Regions from separate parts of the Mus musculus genome. Here region 2 is linked to region 1. A link is a contact called in public Hi-C data. All regions are on one chromosome and are shown on one strand. The core of a region is the stretch at or near the end of the contact, and the rest is flanking DNA. Distances in the headings are between cores, read along the strand shown. Region 1 holds the start of Pxdc1 (PX domain containing 1). Region 2 holds the start of Nrn1 (neuritin 1).

Region 1 (6,719 bases), core at 2,039-4,538:
TTCTTTCTCTTCACTCTGAAAGAAAGGGGAGAAAGGAAAAAAATGAAGAAAAATACAAATAAATAAATAAAAGTAAGAAAATCACAGAAGAAATTCAACTGAATATCCAAGCACCCCTCCCAAAATACAGGCTTTGAATTCCACGCAGTCTTTTGTATACTCCTGCTATTTATTCCTATGGATGGAATTGAAGTATCTGGTTCCCAAAGCTCTTACCTGTGAGCAAAGTTCCACCTTGGATACAAGTCGGTAACTGTAAACCTGGCTGGGCTGTGGAGCAGGTGACCCGGAGAGCTCCTGTTGGCTCTCCACTTTCACATTCTATTATGTAGCTCCCAGCACTGAATCAGCCAAATAAGCTTGACTTATAACCCGAAACCACCCATGTCTTGTGTATCTGTTACTGACATTTATGTAACACAGGCCCTCAAAGGTGTTTGCAACCCTGCACAGCACTGGAGAGCTTTTGAATTCTTGCTTTAAAGTCCCAACTTAATTTGAGATGCTGTTCAAAAAGTTCCAGATTTTGACTCTTTTTTTTTTTTTTTTTTTTTTTTTGGACTTCAGATTAGGCGTGGTCAGCCTGGTACTGTTTAGATCCATATCAGAAAACACCTTTGGTCCCAAGCATTGCCTAGTGCCAATAACTACAGCTCCTATGATTGAGGGGAACAACAACCGTGTCATGTCCAGAAGTCAGCATACCATGGCTCCTCCCCACCCACCGACATACACACTTTCTGCTCCCTGATCTATGATGTTCTCTGAGCCTTAGATAGGGGGTGGGGGTGGGGAATTAATGCCAATGACTCATCAACAGCTGAACACTCACAGCTACTTATATTTGACACTTAGACCAGTTATAAGTCTACAACATCAACCGTTACTCCCTGCAAAAAGAGACTTCTCTAACTAACGTTGAGAGCAATGTGGGAATCCACAGGTATGACAATTTGACTACACGACCCCCTTTAGTGATATAATTATCACCTTTCCCAGGGTCTGTCTTCTCCCCAGTAATGGGCTTTTGACCAGGTTTCTATACCAGTCATGAAATCCCAACAGTAGTGCAGGCCTCACATGCTCTACTACCCAGGAAACCACTATTGTACTGATGGGCACATCTTGGCAGGTAGGTCATACTTCAGCAGTCAGAGCTGGAATTAATTCATGTTTGCAGCCATATGGTTGAGCTCTGTGCTTACATGCCAGGAGTTTACCCACTCCCCTCTGTATGAGCATCTATGCACTGGCAAACAGTAACCACACGTCTCTTAGCATGCACACGTACTAGTACTTTCTAGAATTGGGAAACACACTCCCTGGAGGAATTATTGGGCCATAAGTTATACATATTTTTAGTTTTATCCAAGTCCTGCTAGCTGCCTACCAAGGGCTTGTTTCAATGGAAACATCATTATCAATATCTAAAAGTCCACACTTCCCTTAGAAGCAAACACTTTTGCTCCTGTCAAGTTCATCCAATTTTCAAAGTTTAGGTCTCAAATGTTTCGGGGAATGCACATATTCCAGAAATTATTCTACTTATTCATCAAGTGGGAAAATTTAAGATATGAAAAAAAGATGATTCAAAGACCATTTCAGAGTGGCACATGCCTCCAAACTCAGCACTCCAGAGACTAAGGCAGAAGGATCAGTGGTTTGAGTCAGCCTGGGCTACAAAGTGAGATCTTATATCACAGAGAATAGGGACTTGGTGTTTATTCTTGTTCTGAGGTGTGTGTGTGTGTGTGTGTGTGTGTGTGTGTGTGTTAACCTGGAAAGCACTGTGGTATCCCAGGTTGGCCTCCAGCTTTAAAAGGTCTTCCTGTCCCTGCCTGGGCTACTTGAATTACATACGTGAGGCACTCCAGACCCCTATCATCTTTTTTTTTTAAAGTAGTAAAATGAAGTTTCTAGGCTGTATAGAAAAGTGATTAATGAATGATCTAAGCGGCATAAAAGATAGCGTGTTCTAACCAGTGACTTCCCAACAGTGACTGCTTTTACTCTGCCATCTCGTTTTACTTCCAGATCTCTTGAAGCAACTTCTATTAATAAGAAAACACTTTCTTCAGCGCCCAGGAATGACAGACTCAAAGTGGTGGCTAGCCTCACAGAGCTAGGCCACTCGAGCAGCAGCGAACTGAACTGGAGACTTGGTTGTTCCCACCCAGCAAACTCTACCCTAAAGATGGGGTGCTTAAAAAAGTGTATTTCTGGGGGGTCCTGGGGATGATGCTGTGATAGGAGACAGCTTCAGAAGGGACATGGCTCCAGGCAGTAGTGGGGATTGGCATAGGCGTGCCTGAGCAGAACTTTTTGGTAAATAGGAGGACTGATTTCTGCAGTGACACGAGCGATCTAAGTACCCGCCCCCTGCCGGGGATGACCGGTCAACGGAAATCAGGGTCAGTGAGGTCCAGAGAAGGAATACCTGTTGCCTAACGTCTTTGTTCACTGACTATTTAGAAGCGTATAAAAAGCATAGTCTTTCTCCCAGGTTGTAGGTAGAAGAATGTCTGGAACCAAGCTACAATTCTTAATGCTAGACACTGTTTTTCAATTGGGAGCCATGCGGTACATTCCTTCTCTGTGGGTCGTTCTGCCAAGGGGGACTTCCTAAGCTCCTCCTGAGTTGCTCTCTCCGGGGAGACCCCGGTCTCCTACAATTCTGTCCCATATTCTTTTGGCGGACAACCCTCCTGGGGATCCTCTTCTAAGAACCACACGGTCTTGCCTTCTGGTCTGTCTGTCCCGCCTCGTCCCGGGCCTCCGTCAAGCTAAGGCACGACCGGAATGCGCGGGAGGACCCGGGGCGGAGTCGCCGGTAACCGATGGGACACGGGGCGGGTCAGCCCGAGTCCCGGCCCAGACCAGGCGAGTCAAGGGCGGCGCGGGGACCAGCACCAGTCCCTCTGCCCGGATTCCCGCTTGGTCTGAGCCCGCGTCCCCGCCCCATGCGGCGCCGCCCCGGGACTCTGGACTCCAGCGACGTGTCGATCCCACCCCCGTGTGGGCCTGGCAGAGTGCTCAACTCGGGGCTGGAGAATCCCGAGGATCCAGAGTGGGAACGAGGAGAAAGTCGCCTTGCGCGCGGGGAGAGCGCAGGACCAGCCTCGCCTAGCAGTTGGCAGACCAGGGAGGAGGCGATTTGCGTGCAGCTCTGGGCCGGGACCGCCCGCGGCGGGTCAGCGGGAGGCAGGAGGGAGGCGCCGCAGCCGGGACTCGACGTCGCCGCCCGCGATGGGAAGTGCCTTATAAAGCCGCAGCCCGTTCAGTCCCACAGACTCCTGGCGGCGCCGCCCTGAGCGCGCGGGCCACACGTAGCCGCCCCAGAGTGAGCGCAGAGCTGCGGCGTATTCGCGGGGCACCAACTTCTCCCCCACGGGGACTCTTAACCGCCGTTGCGGGAATCGAGCGCGTCCCACGGAGAACCCCTGATCGCCCCTGCCAGGACTCACTCTGCCCAGGCGGACCCCAGGCGGGGGCCGAGGGCGCCCCCGGCGGCAGGGGCATGCGCCGCCCGCGGCATGGCCTCGGCGGTGTTTGAGGGCACGTCGCTCGTGAACATGTTCGTGCGCGGTTGCTGGGTGAACGGGATCCGCAGGCTCATCGTCAGCAGGCGCGGCGATGAGGAGGAGTTCTTCGAAATCCGCACCGAGTGGTCGGACCGCAGCGTGCTCTACCTGCACCGCAGCTTCGCCGACCTGGGCCGCCTGTGCAAGCGCCTCCGCGATGCCTTCCCCGAGGACCGGTCTGAGCTGGCGCGCACGCCGCTGCGGCAAGGTGCGGGGCTGCGGGACTGGGGGCACCGGGGGATGCGGGGAGATGCGGTTTTCGGGAGGGGCTTTGTGGGGGAGGAACTTAGTGAGGAGCTCATCCAAGTGCGATGAAGTCCGCGGGAAGAGTTACTTAAAACTCTACTATTCGGCACCTGACGGAGGACATCCTAGACCCCGGCTTTCCTGAATGGTCGTTCAGAAAGGGCTGGGAACCGGCACGGAGTCTGGGGCGCACACTCTTGGAGGATAAATGAGATGGCTGGGGAAAGGGACAAGGTCAGCAGGACTCTCGCCTGACTGTCCCAAAGAACGAGCCTCTAGTGAAGAAGCGGAGGCGACATCCAGAGCTGACAGCTACTGGGTCCCAGCTGCTGTGGAGAACCAGTAGAGGCTGGAATGGGTTTGCTGGAAAGGGTAGAGACCGTTATAGAGTATCGAAACTGGGGTGATCGCAGCAGGTATGATCGCTGCTCAGGTCCTGCCCAGTAGAGGCCCCATCTGTATTCTGCCCCGGGGACAGCTGAGCCTGAAAGCGAGGTGCCACGCAGCAATCTTTTCCACCTCTCCTAGGAGGAGGCCGCCCCGCCTGGATCTGTCCGGCCAACCCAGGGTCCCCACCCCTGAGCCGGGTCCGCATTCGGATTTGATTAGCCATGGCCGCCTCCTCTCAGGCCGTGTGACGGTCCTGGTTGGCTGTGACTGTTGTTTTTCTCAAACAGCAGTGGCTTCCCCTTTGCTTCCTAAGGACAGCAAAAGGACTGGAAGAGTGGAGGAAACTGGAGAGAGACCTTGATAGAGACGGGGGAGGGGGGAAGAATAAAATGTGAGGCAAAGAGCCGGGTAAGCGGTAGGGCAGGAGGGATCAATATAGCTTCTGAGCAGACTTCCCCCCAGTACGTGGCCTCCCGGGGCTCTGAGACCCTTGGACCCAAGTCCTCAAAGCAGTCATCCTGTGACAGCTTGGGGCAAAGTTACTCAAGGTTAGCCAGTACGCATTTCCTTGGCCGCCTGTCTGGCTAAGGTCTTGAGATAACCTCCGTTTCCCTCTGGTGATAGGTTCCACCAATGTGTGGCTTATGTGGATAATTAGCTCCATTCTCATGACACATCCCCTGGCAGACACATCATTTGGACAGGTTCCCAAAAGCAAGTGAGTGTGGAGGCCCGGAGTGACAAGCCTGGTTTAGATCTCCATCCCAGCCGCTCCCAGTGGCTGAGCAACGTTGTCAAGATTAGGCCTGTTTTTATTGCTTTAAATTCGCTCTTTGTTGTAGTTTTAATTTAACAAATGAATGTCTGAGTCAGGAAAGCATCAGGAAGGGTCGCTGGTTTACTCAGTGGCTTCTTCTGGAATAAGGCTGTCCATAAACAAGTTGAACTTTCTGGCTCTCCCTCTGAGCAGTTCCCAGAGCTCTGCTGTGACCACAGACTAGAATCATCTATGAGAATACCTGTTGCCTGTGGGGTTTTGTGAGGGGTGAACCGCCAGGCTGTATCTGGTGACAATAAGCGTCTGTAAAGGACACTTGTTTACTACTGGTGCCTTCTGGCCAGGGGCGCTGGTTGCAGAGAGTGCGGGAAGGGATGTGACTTCAGGGTGGAGTCACAGGCGAAAAGGCCTTCCCTGAAGCAGAAGGGAGGAAACCATCTTACCCTTGTTCACCTGGCCTCGTTTGCATGTATGCAACCATCTGGAGTCACAGGCCCTGCAGTGTAGCTGCACATTCTCCAGAGTAAAGGAAGTATTTAGAAGTGATGAGAAGTGGGTGACTATCATGGAGGAAACCAAGGGCTATGAGAGCTGCCTTCAAGTATCTGAAGGGTAGGGAGAAGTGGGTTAGATGTACTGATGGAGCTGGCAGGGCGGCTGGGTTGAGATGCAGTGGCTGACAACCTACTAAGTGACCATTAGAACTGCCCATCACTGGTGCCCGGTCCTAGCTGATGCAAACCTCTTATGAGGGTCCACCTAGTACTCCCTAGATGAAATGAGGGTGGACTCTGGGCACAATAGAGAGGTGACCCTGAATCACGATCCATTCTGTTTCTCCTTTCTCTGCTTGATTCTTCCCTAGGGCCACCCTCAATTTCTTCCACAAAACCACGAAGGTCCTTTTACTTCCATTGATCCTTTCAAGTCTAGGGAAAGTCGTGTGCCAAGTAAAAATACCCCATAGTAACACAAAAGAAGATTCTACCTCTTGTCCATGCAAATTTGTTATTTGCTTTAAAAAATCGTATTTTCAAACTATCAACAGGGAAGCACTCCAGCTGTGTGGAGTGCTGGCAATTTAATTTCTGTCAGGCAGATTCCCACGTCTGTATTTATTGAAATCTCTGGGCCAAGCTTGATTTATGTTACCTGGTTTTCATTAGAAAAGCTTCCCCGGGAAGAGGCTGGTAGTAGTTCCTGATACCCAGACTAGTGGGGAGGCCACGACTCTACTTTGCATTTCTGAATCTTCACGAAGTTGAAGAGGTGCTGAGCCCTCCGTCTTGGCTCCTGCAGTACTGCCATGAGAGAATTAGGTTTTCTTTTCTTCTGTGGTGTTATGCTTGGTGGATGATCATTGCCTCTTTATGTGTCCTGGTGACACACAGGCAGGGACCCCTGTATGGGGTTTAGGCACGGTGCTGTTTGGATGAGATAAAGTAGTGCTGATTTCAGTCTTGCTTCTCTCCTGTAGTTTTTTTTTTTTTTTTTTTTTTCCCATGGAACTAGGTCTCTCCAGACACTTAACTAGCAGCAGGTTGGTAGCTTATGACCCAGGGCTGATAGAGCCGCTTCTTGCTGTCCTTCAGCCCTGGGATGGGAAGATGGCTGTTTCTTGTGGACATTGTGTTTGGGTTGCCAGGGTGTCCCCTCGCCCCCTCTTACTTTTCTGTTCTCTTTCACATGGGGTTGTGTCTTGTGTTTAAGTCCCCTGTGCTTTG
Region 2 (6,719 bases), core at 1,368-3,867, 2.1 Mb before region 1:
GATCTCAGTCATCCTTGCCCATGATCTTGGCTTTTATTTCCCTTCGGTTAAAAATAGGAAGAAACAAAGCCTTCCTGGGCCTAGACTGAAGAATGACCTGTGATTTTTAAAGGTTAGAAATTTCAAAAACAAAAACATCGTTAGCATCTGCTTTCAATTATTCATTCTCCCGGATTATTTATGGACTGTACCTCTGCCAGACTCTTGCTTCACTTTTTTTAAGCCTTGTACCAGGGAAGGGAGGCCAGGAAGTAGAGGGGGCCAGTGTAAAGGGAAGGACCAGCAGGCACCCAGGTGGCAAGGAACAGCGGGTTCAGAATCTACGCAGGCGCGCAGGACTGCAGACGCCTTGAGCGCACGATTCACTCAGCTCCATTTAGTTTTTCAATGCAGCTTCCTCACACCTGAAGCCTCTGGTTTTAAGTGAGAAGGGATGTAGTAGGGAAGATCCCATGGCACCCACTGAAAATGTTCTAGAAGGTCCCGATGCGTGAGCGGGAGAAGGCAAGGACGTTGAGGGTACGAAATGTAAATTCCCGGGTACTCAGGCTCTGAGACTTTGGAGCGGAGACAGGAGGACTCGGCTCAGAGCCACGGACGTGGGTGGAAGATGGGGAAACCGGTGGCCCTGTGCGTGGAACCCTGAAGGGACAAGGGAGTATGGGGGAAGAGCTTCCAACCTTGAGGTCCCGCCCCTTGCCAGCCCCTTCTCTACCATTGGAGAGCATTGGGGGAGGGTCCGAGGGACGCCCCCCCCCCCACTCGCCACCCTTCTCGCCCCGCCTCCTTCCCGCCCACCTTTTCTGCTTTTCTGGGAGCCTCTGAACACTGGGGCAGGAAACTCCTGGCCCCGCCACTGGGCCCCTGGACACCGGGAAAGCGCGCCCCCGCTACCCCGCCCACCCACCACTGACATCACCAGGGGCAGGGACGTGGCTCCGCCCCTACAGCCGTGGCAGCTTGCCCTGGTTCTGCAGTTCTGCAGGGCTGCAAGCTTGGGTCCCCTCGGTGCGCGCTTTTCAGCTTCTAGTTGCCTCAAGACCCTCGCGGTCCTACTCAGTCCCTCCACCGCCCGTCACCTGACCCCAGTTTTGCACCCTTTTCTCCCTTTCTCCGTCTGTGTGCACAGATGGCTGACTGTGTGGGCTCCCAGTGCAGGGGCTTCGAAAGGCAAATTAAACGGAAGCCCGGTCTCCCTAATCCCCTTTCATTTCTGCCACTAACCTAGCCTTACGCGGTCGCCCTGCAGTCTTATAAAATATGAAGGCTCTTTTATTTTTCTCCTTTCGCATATCTCTTCATTGGCTCAAGTAATACAGTTAGCCAATGCGGCCATCAACATTTGATTAAAGACGCTAGAATTCAGACTGGGAAAGAGGGTGTGGTGCATTGCAGAAAAGGAGAAAAAAAATCAAAACTTAATTTCATTTAAGAAGTAGCCCTGATTATTTTTCCATCTTACACGATCCACTACAGGACCTTGCACGAACGCAGCTGAAGAGATATTTCTTTACTGCAGTCAGTGCTGGATCATCAAAAAATAAAATAAAGAGCGCAGGTGTGTGTGGGTCTGGGTGTGTACGTGATGGACGTGGGTGCGTGTATCAACATGTCAGTGTGACCCTACAGATGACTTCAGGAGGCCCCAGAAAGGAGTTGTACACCAGAGCTTGCCTTGGAAATTTCCTAAAGCGCGAAGAGTTTGTAAACCACAAGAAACCGAAATTTACCCTAGCCTAGGCTTCTTGCCCGACAGCCTTTCCAACCCCCTAAAATAGGTGTCTCTATGCCTGGTATAGATGCCCCTCGGTGGGTGAGCGTCGCGAATAGTGACATTCACAAGAGGGCACGCAGAGTCTATTTCTGGGGGCCCCCATGCGAGCCGAACGAACCCCCGGGGCCTGGGTGTGTACGCGCGCTCGCGTGCGGAGTGTGCGGGCGAGCTCGGGGGCGCTCCCGGGCGTGCGCTTTTGTGAGTGTGTGCGTGTGCTGGGGGGCCGGGTTATGTGCTCACGCGCTCTAGGCTGCGCCTAGAGCTCAACTGTGGGGCTGGAGAGAAAACTAGGGTAGGCAAGTGAGGGGGTCTGCACCCCACTGAGGGCGAGAGAAGGGTGATTCGGACCGGAGGAGTCTCTCCCCTCTGTCCTCCCTGGGCCCAAAGCTCCCCAAACCTCTCTGCAGGGTTGGAAGTGTCTGGGTTCGTTGTGGCGCCAGTGAAGGAGGGAGCAGGTTGAACAATCGAGTGGGCGCACCAGGACTCCCCGTCTCCGGGGCGGGGAGAGGAGAGGGAGCCCCGATTCTGCGCAGGGAGGGGGCGGGGCTGGGGGCCCCTGGAACGAGGAGGCGGGGGTGGCCACTGGGATGAAAATCAGTCACTACAGAGAGGCGAGATTTCGTTGAGATCGCACATTAATTGGAGATATCTGATTAATTCCAGAGTCTTATGACTATAAATGGTGATTCTCTACCAAGGTGTCTATATTATAAAAAAAAAAAAAAATCAATCCGTGTCATCCCCCACGTCAGGCCTGCTCGTGGGCGTGAGGCTGTACTTCCTCCGCCCCCTCCTAATGGAGTGAACCATTCCCAGCTCTCCCCCCCCCCCCCCAGCCTCTCACTCTCTCACTCTCTTTCTGTCTCTTCCTCGCTCCCTCTCTTTCTCTCCTCCCTCTGCCTTCCCAGTGCATAAAGTCTCTGTCGCTCCCGGAACTTGTTGGCAATGCCTATTTTTCAGCTTTCCCCCGCGTTCTCTAAACTAACTATTTAAAGGTCTGCGGTCGCAAATGGTTTGACTAAACGTAGGATGGGACTTAAGTTGAACGGCAGATATATTTCACTGATCCTCGCGGTGCAAATAGGTAAGTGGCCGCCCGGTACGGCTTGGTAGGCGACCGGAGATTGCCTACCCCAGAGGCGCCTAAGGGGACTTGCTGGCCAGGGTCTGCCGCTGGTTGCAGAAAACCCTGCAGACTCCCTGAGTCGGGGCATTAGCTCTTGGGGACTCTGGAAGGAGTTCTGGTTTGGTTTTCCTAAAGAAAGTGATTTCTTTTGCAGGGAAGTGTGTGTGTGTGACCGGCTGTTTTCCAAGGGGGGTTCTCCCTTTTCTCCAAAGCGCACATCCATTTTTTTCCTCCCTCTTTGGGGTTAAAACAGGATCTGAGCGCTCGTAGCATTTGTCCCCTGTTATACTGCAAGATACTATCTTGAGGGGTCAAAAGGTAAAGGGAGGAATAAGATGCCTAGGTAGCTAGGGCTGAAAAGTTTATATGCAGAAAGCAAAGATATTCTAAGGCTGCCCTCAAACTGCAGCATTTAGAACTTTGTCCTTCCTCCGCCCCTCCCCCTAGATCTTAGCTGCAGCGTTTGCTCCGGGCACCGCAGACTACTCCGAGAAGGATAAATCAACCAAATATTCACTGATATACTTTTTCAGGGTCATGTGTGTCTGTGATTTTTGGCAGATTAGCATCTCTATTATTTTTATACAGGAAAGTGGTTTAACGTGTTCGCATTTTGTCTTTTCGTGGGTTTGTAATTTTTGTTTGTGGCGGTTTATTGGATGGATTTATTTAGCCCCCCCCCCCATTTCATGTTAAGGAATGTGAGTCTCAGCTACACTGTTGGGAGGCTTTTTTAAAGTTTATATTTTTCCATCCAAAATGCAAATGTTTTAAGTACTAGTGAATCCGCTTATGTGATACTGGATGGAAACATTAATTAATGTAACTGAAAAGGGAAATTAAAGCAGCTTATTAATAGAATGGACAAAAGGAAAAAAATAGAAAGTCTCCCAGTGGTTATTCTGCAGATGGAGAAAACTGTTCGTGCCAGGCTGGAGCGTTCTTTACAGACAAATCCTTGCAGCATTTCAGGGGTGCGTCAGGGAATTTGTGTGGGACAAGAGAAGAAATACTTAACATTTTTTCTTCATAAGAAATATAGAGAAATTGGGGCTTTCGGAGCATTAAAACTGATTCTTTCTATGGGGTCCATATGCATTTGCCATATTCTTGAGAATTTGTTTGGGGGATTTTTTTGGTTGTTTATTTGTTTATTGTTTTGCAGAAACTGGGATTTTTGCAAAGCAAGGAGCATGCACCGGGATGTTGCCTTTTCCTTTAATTTTAGGAGATGACTTAATGCTTTGCATCTGGTGGTTTTGTGCCTTTGACATTAGTTCAAAGAGCTGCAACCATCCTAGGACATAGATCCCAAGGGCAGCAAATGCTGTAAGTGTTAGAAATAAGTGAGTGTGGCATTTTGCAGTTAGACGACTAATGTTCATAGATTAAGAAACAGCTAATGTTTTAAGATAGGGACTTCACCTGGAGGATGTTTGGGGACTCTGTTTTCCTAGTAGATGAGAATAGAAATAATGAAACAGTAATTTCAGGAGAGATGCATTTGATGAACCTCAGCCTGAAGATGACCAAAATTTTCATAGTGGAATTAAAATGTATGTTCCTAAATATCTACCTTTCTCCCCCGCCCCCCATTGGAGCCTCAGTCTTTATTAATTCATGGATAGAAGCTGTCCCAAATTACTGACATTTGGCAAGAAGCGTGGGGGTTGGGGAGGGGCGGGGAAGTAGAGGATGGAGAACGAATGAGGAAGTTTGGGATGAATGAGAGAGGTCCAAGAAATGAATGAGAACATGGAAACCGCACTGGATGGGGATGCAGAGGAGACAGGCCGGCTGCCTGTCTCGGGGTTACAGAAACCGGGTTCAGAAAGGACTGGGAACTCGACCGATGTGTGGTGCCTGCACCCTCTGTCCCGCGCACTGCTTCCGGCTTTCCAGTGCAAGAGCTCTAGAAGCCACAATTTCTAGACACAGAACTGTTCCCGAATTCGTATTTTACACACGCTCACACACATGCGCCCTGCGGGGTCTGCTCCAGCAACGCCTGGAAAAAAAATAAAGTGACAGGAAAGCTTCCCGCCTCCAGAAAGCCCCAAGCCCTCTTTTAAAATCCAACGCTGATTTTGGGGGAAGGGGGAGGAGCAATGAGTGAGGAAGGGCCTGCGGCCAGAGAGGCTAGGTTGCATTTTGTTTTCTTCTCGCAAAGGCATGTTTGTAACATACATTATAGAGGAAGCTTAATGCGATTTCTTTCATCGTGGCCGAGCTACAGTAGAACAACGATTTATGTATTCATAAGACACGGTGTCGGTGTTTAAATTTTGCTTTTATTATAGTGCCAAGGGTTTTTTTCTTCTTTTTAAAATCGGCGTGAAATCGGTATAGGTCTATGGAAGGTTGTGTGTTTGCCCCAGCTAAGGTGGAAGTTAACCTCGCTCCCTTCCGCAGAGCTTCCCGTTCCGGATTAGAAAGCACTAGTCCCGCCTAGCTCTTCCTGCTGCAATCTGCCAAGCGCAGCTCTCGGCTGTCTGCAGCTGACTGGGTCACCTTCCCGCGAGTCTGCAGTAGCTTGATGTTCAGAGACAGGTAGACTGAGACTGAGGGTGCTAGGTGATCTATCCTTCTGGGAGTTTTCACCCCGGGATGGACGCAGAAGAGGCCAGAGCTCAGACCCCCTAGAGCCCATGGCCCACTTCCATTTTGGAATTCACCGTCTCCCCTTCCCCGCCCTTACAGCGGTGATTTGCGCCTCTCTCTAGCCCTTCGGGTACCCTGGGATTTTTGTTAGCCACTAGATGGGAAGAAATGGAGTTTAAGTTGCGCTGGCCTTCCCGGAACCTAGCAGCTCTTAAATTCACCGCCTCCGAGTTTGGTTGGTTTGAGTATGGAAGCTAAGACCTCAGTGTGGCCTGAAATTTTTTCTTCTCTCCCCCACCACCTCTGCCACAGATTGTGCCATCTCCAGCCCCCACCCCATCCCTGTCCGAGCCAAAGTTCTAGGCCGCAGCTTGCTGGGCCCCTAGCAGCCTGGCTGCAGCCTTGAGAAGAAAGGTCTGACCTAGCTGTTTCCAGAGATATAAAAGGGGTGTGCAAAGGTGAGAGATGCAGAGAAGCAAAGAGAAAACAGGGCGCGCGCGCACACGCGCGGGAACACACACACACACACACACACACACACACACACACACACACACAGCTACTGAGACCAATCCTCATCCCAACTAGGTCTCTTGACATTTATTGCCCTTCTTTAGAGGTGCAGAGGAAGTATTCACCTAAGAGTTTCACAAAGAAGAGACTCCGAGCTGGGCAATCAGAATAAAAATAACAGTAATAATAATAATAATAATAATAATAATAATAATAATAATAATAATAATAATATCCTGTTCCCTTGGCCGTTGTGGTCTTCCAAAGACCATTCATTCATTCATTCATTCATTCAGCAATTATTTGTTGAGCTCCTGGCAAAGATCCGGGTACCCGATGGCTATTCTGGGGGTGTGGCGCTTAGTTCAGCTGCGTAACCCCAGCCTCCCCACCTTTCCCAGGCCCGTTTTCGTCCCCAGCACACTGTTTCTCAGACCTCCTCTGCCACCACAAAAATGGAAGATTGCACCGCGAGACGTGACAGGGTTTTTGCTGGAGGAAGTGTTGAGAGACAAGGAGGGAGTGAGGAAAAAAAGGGTAATAAAGGAGATGAGGGAGGTGAGAAGAGGGGGCGAGGAAAACAGAAAAAGAAATAGAGAGCAGTTGGGAGCGGGCTGGAGAAAAATAAATGGACTCACCTCCCTGCTATCCCTCTTCACCCACCCACGCTCCCTCGGATCCCTCCATCTGCACCAGAGGTGGACC

The links. A called contact is a pair of places that touch in the nucleus more often than the background predicts.
Region 2: a contact with region 1 is called in a Hi-C map of embryonic stem cells, with 5 times the contacts expected there. The contact joins the promoter of Nrn1 here to the promoter of Pxdc1 in region 1. A contact is called at or near these places in 2 of 39 promoter capture datasets (both in embryonic stem cells), 5 of 484 Hi-C or Micro-C datasets (all in embryonic stem cells) and 1 of 9 other capture datasets (embryonic stem cells).

What each region holds. Positions count from the first base shown.
Region 1 is chr13:34,649,250-34,655,968 of GRCm38.p6, reverse strand. It overlaps Pxdc1 (PX domain containing 1), which reads left to right and starts at 3,288. Exons shown (of 5, transcript NM_025831.3): 1 at 3,288-3,789. The coding sequence starts at 3,534. It overlaps Gm15908 (predicted gene 15908), which reads right to left and starts at 3,046. Exons shown (of 4, transcript NR_105041.1): 1 at 2,741-3,046; 2 at 1-15.
Region 2 is chr13:36,730,375-36,737,093 of GRCm38.p6, reverse strand. It overlaps Nrn1 (neuritin 1), which reads left to right and starts at 2,617. Exons shown (of 3, transcript NM_153529.2): 1 at 2,617-2,858. The coding sequence starts at 2,804. Gm30177 (a long non-coding RNA gene) reads right to left here. Exons shown (of 2, transcript XR_382190.4): 2 at 5,172-6,719.